Regions from separate parts of the Rattus norvegicus genome. Here region 1 is linked to region 2. Evidence: chromatin contacts called from public Hi-C data. All regions are on one chromosome and are shown on one strand. Each heading gives the region's core, a stretch centred on a gene start, on an enhancer-like site or on the middle of the called end of the contact. The rest is flanking DNA. Distances are from core to core; before and after follow the strand shown.

The links. A called contact is a pair of places that touch in the nucleus more often than the background predicts.
Region 1: a contact with region 2 is called in a Hi-C map of Schwann cells, with 9 times the contacts expected there. The contact joins the promoter of Frmd6 here to the enhancer-like site in region 2. A contact is called at or near these places in 6 of 12 Hi-C or Micro-C datasets (the A7r5 cell line, the Rat2 cell line, Schwann cells and 3 more) and 1 of 1 datasets of contacts at active chromatin or transcription factors (oligodendrocytes).

What each region holds. Positions count from the first base shown.
Region 1 is chr6:95,080,495-95,083,393 of GRCr8, forward strand. Frmd6 (FERM domain containing 6) reads left to right here and starts at 1,492. Exons shown (of 14, transcript NM_001399291.1): 1 at 1,492-1,597. It overlaps LOC134479217 (a long non-coding RNA gene), which reads right to left and starts at 1,361. Exons shown (of 2, transcript XR_010052262.1): 1 at 579-1,361.
Region 2 is chr6:94,731,463-94,734,352 of GRCr8, forward strand. No RefSeq gene overlaps it. Among named protein-coding and RNA genes, the nearest start is that of Tmx1, 36 kb to the left of the region's middle. Within about 2 kb of position 1,444, at least 13 of the 93 cell types and tissues checked have an H3K27ac peak or open chromatin away from gene starts, as enhancers often do.

The DNA.
Region 1 (2,899 bases), core at 242-2,741, 350 kb after region 2:
TGCTGGGATTAAAGGTCTGTACCACCATGGCCCACCAGAATGGTGGGCTAGTTTTTATATCAATTTGATTGACAAAAGGCTAGATTATTTGGGAAGAGGGCACCTCCACTGAGAAAATGCCCCCAACCACACTGGCCTTCGGTTAATTTTCTAAATGATGATTGACGTCAGATGGCGCTGCTCACAGGAAAGGGAGGAGTTACCATCCCTGGCTTGGTGGTCCTGCATACTTAAAGAAGCACGCTGAGCCTGGCCAGTAAGCAACATTTCTCCATGCCTTTCCGTCAATTTGGATGCCAGGTTCCTGCACTGAGTTCTTGTCCTGATTTCCCTCAGCGATGCAGGGTGGCCTGCAAGTTGTATACTGAAATAAACACTTTGCTTTTGGTCATGGTGTTTAATCACAGCAATCAGCGATCTCAAAGCTAGCTTCTATGGATATCAAGTGTTCTTCCTCAGGTGTCTGCACCTAAATGAGAAAGCTAGACGCTCAGGCCCTCCTCTCTGGAGCAGCAACGTTCACAGAACACCCTGAAGCTTGTAGCTCTGTGGGTGCCAGTTGGGGTCCCTCTACTTACGATGCCAGGCATCCCAGCAGATCCAGATGGGAGCAGAACAAAAAGGACTTCTTCACCTGTCTACCAAAAGGAGCAATGAGACCTCCATTCTGCTGGGGTCTTTGGGAATAATGAAATCATTTAGGCTGTCTTTTGCACTGCTCACCGCAACGAAGGCCACCTTCACCAAGGGTAAACATCATTTTGAGGGCCACAGGCAGAGGCTATTTCAACCTGGGGAGACAGACTGAGCGGGGGCGGATGGGCTTGGGCGACACTCACAGCCCACATGCAGGATAAAACTGTGAGGGCGAAGTGGGTGCCGGACGGGAGGGGACAGAGGAGTCACGAAGTCTCCAGTACTAGGGACCGCCTCTCTTCGCAGAGGCCGCCCCAGTTTTGAATTATCAAGCGGTGGCTCAGGTAAAACAACCATTCCCAGGTAACCCGTCTAGGCCGGTGAGGGAGCGTCAGGGGACTAGGGTGTGTAGAGGGCAATAGCGGAGAAGAGAATCTTTTAGACGGAAGGGAGAGTCGACAGTCTATTGCCCTCCCCCCGGCCTCGGTGCCACAGGAAAGGCATGCAAAGCAGAGTCCACTTTATATAACCCAGTTGAGCCCGGCTCGGTTATCCGATGCCTAGAGGAGTGAACACTTCCTTCGCGTTCTCCGGTCCCTGGGTCTCTTCACCCCTCCGCAGGTCTCTTGGTTGGGTCCGGGGCGGGGCGGGGCGGGACAGGGAGAGCAGCGCTCCACGTGCAGCCGCGATCCCCCCCCCCCCGCCCCAGCTCTCTGCTTCTTCCGCTGCTTGGTCTCCGCCTCCAACTCGAGGTGGGGCGGGGCCTCGGGCAGGGAGGGCGTGTCTCGGGCGGGCCGTGGGCGTGAACTCGAGGGGGCGGAGCGGAAGGCGTGGGCGGGGGGCGGGGCAGCTGCAGTGTGGGTCTGGCGGCAGCGGGAGAGCTGGGAGCTGCGAGTAGGCTCGGCGCCGCTGTAGCAGACGCCGATTCTGAGTCGGACGCCTGGCTCTGGCGACTTTGGAGGTACGCGCGGGTGCAGGCGCCGGCCTGCTGGCCCCCTTTCTGGGACGGCGCGCCCTGGCCGCCGCTGTGCCCCCTGCTGGTCTAAAGTGCGATTCCGGGCTTTGCGGCTCTCGGCGTCTTTCTTCTTTCTCACGGGGCTCTGGGCGTCGGGCACCGGGCGGGCAGGTCGCCTCTCCGCGAGTTGGAGCTCGCCCACGCTGGGGCGGGAGGCCGGGGCCCCCAGGCAGCCGCGACCGCGGGGGAGGCGCGGAGCTAAGGGCCCGGGCTCTGCGTTTCTGCGCCCAGGACTCTGGCTCGAGGGGCGCCTGTCTGTAGTGCCCCGTCTGTGACTAACTGGGACCAGCCGTGAGTCCCGTGCACCCGAGCGATGTGCGGTATTGCCTGTTGTGCACGCAGGCCGGGCAGCCAGCTTGGGAAGGCACCCCAGCGCGGCTGTCCCGTATCCCCGCCAATGCCTAGTGTGGGAAACCCCTGAGGGGAGCCTCGGGGACACACGAGTCCGGGGTGCGGCCTGCAGAATTTTGGTTTCTGGAGGAACTTATCACGACCAGGTAAAGGAGACCACTAGCCTTCCCTCCGGGAAAGCCGGGATGTGAACAGATCGGGGCCACCCATGTGAAGTCTACAGGATTTAAACAACACTTGGAGTTCTGGCATGGCTTAGCCTAATGGTGGAGCGCTTTCTTAAAGGCAAGGAATAGATGGAAAGCTGTCAAAACAAGCACATTTAAAGTTGAAATAAAAGCTGGCACAATTTTCAGACCGTACAGTTTTGTGGCTAGTGTCGGAAGAAATACTGCCTCAGTGGCCCTCTTACACCTTTTGGGGATTTGTTTATTTATTTATATAAGCAGCCAGTATGTTTTGCTAGCATTGCCCCCCGGGAGCTGTGTAGTGCCCACAGTGGGGAAGGAAAACTTGTGCAAGGGTTCTCGGCACGTGTGAACGTGGAAGGAAAAGTGTATACCTTGCCAGATTTTCCACACATGATTCCCTCCTTTCTTTGGACCAAGTGATGTGTTTTTGTTTTGTTTTGTTTTGTTTTTTACCGGTTTTCGAAGCATCTACTTTTAGCTTTTGCATGAAATACCCCCTGTTGCCACAGTGTGTAGTTTGGGGATTAGAGAATGCTTTTGGAGAAAGCTGCTAGTGGCTTCATTTTCCAAGAATGTAAGTCATTTCCTTTCTGTGGTTTCAGGGAGTTGATACTTCACAGCATCAGAAACTCTGTGGGGAAATTTTTCCGTAATACATCTGTCATTTAAAGGGCTTGTGACTTTTGAGTTTTCTTAAGGACTGTGC
Region 2 (2,890 bases), core at 194-2,693:
TGTTCCTGGATTTTAAACGTTCTGTGACACCCAAGAGTTTTCCTTGTCTACCTGGAGTCTGGTTGAGATTTGTTTTTTCTCCTTTGACCCACGGAGACTTTGGCCCCTGGTGCACTGTTTATCGCCAGGGAGAGGCTGTCTTCACTCTGTCTGCCCAACATTAAGCCACCATCTGTGTGTAGCTGGCTCCCAAATACCATCTTTCCATCTGCTTGTCTCTCTACAAGGAATTTTTTAAAAAAAAATTTAGTTTTCTTTTTATTGGTTATTTTTGTTATTTGACAATTTCATGTGTGTACATAATTTATTTTAATTTTGTTGCAATTGTTTTTTTAAATAGCGTTTCACTGTATATAGCTTTGATTGACCTGGAATGCACTTGGTTGATCAGGCTGCTCTTGAACTCACAGAATTCCAACTCTCTCTGCCTCCCAAGTGCTGAGATTAAAGGCGCGGCCACCAAGCCTGGCTTTTGCTGGAATTTTAAGTTGTTTTAAAACAGAGAGCTTGATTTCTTCACATTAGCCTGTTTCTGCCCCAGGAGTCCCCACTCCAGAAAGAAGTCCATCATGTGTTCCTAATTCTTACGTGTTACCTTCCTGTCCACTGTTGTCAGGTGCATTGGCCAATCCTGGAGGTCCTGCTTGGGAAGTATTTCCTCATATGCTTCCTTCCTTCCTGCTCTCTATTCTCCTCTGATAATAGCAAGTTACATCTATCTCATCCAAATATCTGGATAGCTTCCCACAGGAGCAATGATGGCCGTGATTTGGAGAAAGCAATGTGCTTTTCTCTTTTTCCTGACTATGTCTTCAAACGTGCAAGCCAAAAATAAATGAATGAATAAATAAATAAAGTCAAGATCTGATTTTGGACATAAAAAATGGAGTTTTGCAGAAAGACAAGAAGTTTAAAGGTTGCCTTTGAGGGAGACAAAAGATTTTATTAATGTTTTCGGTTTCCAGTTCCACAGCAAGGATTAGCCTGGAAGAATATAAATGTCTACCACAAAGTAGGAGGTGTTTATTATACCAATTCTCAGTGGCAAGACTGTAGCTCGGAAGTGGAGGGCTGTGAGAGTCTGCCCTTCAGCCTGAATAAACCACCGGAGGTGGATGGGGTGCATGGTCTTGTGGATGTCTGACTTTCCCTTCAGGCTGCAGTCTGGAGACAGGCAGGAAAGAGGAAGAGAGGTTCCAGGAGGCCTGCTAAGGAACTTCTTGGCCACCCTGGAGGGTGATGAGATAAAGTAAGCTAGAGATGTCCGAGAGACCGACTGTAATCATGTCCCTCCACATTCGTCTTTCCTCTCAGGATATAAGAACACGGGGTGAGAGCCAGAGTGCCCCTGCGGGCCTGCTGACACGAGGGCATAGAGGCGCCTGAACATCAAACCAGTGAGAGCTGAAGGGAGGGAGGGAGGGAGGCAGTCAGAGAGCCACTAGGGACCAGCTGAAAGGGAGGGACAGACAATAATGTCTACCAGCTGCAATCTCAGCGGCCTCCCTTAATGACACCGCTGAGGATCATCAGCAAAGGGGACAAAACGTAGCTCTGGAAGCCAGAGGACCCCGTGTGGTTTTGAGGACTCTTTCCTCCTAAATCCATGAGCCATCCTCTTCACTAGGGACAGAGCTGGTAATAAAACTGCAGATTAAGCACAGTTCCCCCAAGGGGCAGATTGAACTGTGTTAGTTAGCATGAAGGCTCTCTCCGGACGCATCTGTCTCCCCGGACTGGGGAGGGGCTAGTGGGCAAGCGCAGATCTAGGCGAGTTTGGGTCTCGTTTCCGAACACTGGAGCTCTGGGGTGAATTTGTTGCACCCCGGTACTTGTCTATCCTTGTGCTTCATAGGCGTTCAGGAGTTATAGAACCTTTAAAGGCATGAGAATTGGATGCGATCTCCAGTTGGGCACTGAATGAAACACCAGCACTTCAGTGCCTAGGCCTCGGCGGTGCTGAGCCTGCCAAGCCCCGCCTCAGCCTTTCCTAGCTCCAGGTCTGTAGCTTCATAAGCGTCCCCCAGCCCCTGCTCTGTACTTTGTTCTACCTCCTGCCAGAGCAGATGTCTCCTACCACACTGCTTCGTTCTAGAACACCCCATGCCCCCTCCACGGAGGGTCTGTATGCTGTTTCCTTCTCCCTGCATTTCAGCTCTGGTGCTCTGAGACGACTCTTTAAGCAGCATGGTAGTAGCTTAGTGCTCGATTCACACCCAGGTCTCTGGAGGCACAGGCTAAAGCAGGGGTTCTTAACTGTGGGGGTCGCCAGCCCTTTGGCAAACTTCTGTCTCCAAAAAGATATTTACGTTACAATTCATGACTGCAGCAAAATCGCAACTATGAAGTAGCAGTGGAAATAATATTATGGTTGGGGAGGGTCACCTCACCACGAGGAACTGTATTAAAGGGTCAATAGCATTAGGAAGGTTGAGAACCACTGTGCTAAAGGTCAGGTCAGGAGTCTACAGTTCATAAACGTTCTGCGGGTACATCTGGGTGCAGCCAGCCTGAGAGCTGCTGAACCAGCAGGCGGAGGACAGACTGTTTAGCTCCATAAACTGAGGGAATTAATTGTGTTGTTTTAAATTTCTCAATTAGCACAGAGCTAATGATTCAAACACATTTTATGTCTGAATCTATAGATATTGGCTCTCCTGCCTTTGGAAGCATTTCTCAGTAGCAATTGGAGTCTTCAGAATTTCCACTTGAATGCTAGCTTCAGCTTATAAGGGGAGGAATCAAAATTGAGAAGGCTCGTGAGCATCCCAGTGCAGAGGCACAGCGGTCCCTTTCCTTCTCTAAGCCATAGAACTCCACAGTCTACTGCAGAAAGCTCTCTTAGCTTTAATGAGATCCCCACTGGATCCCAGAGACATCTGCTTTCTTT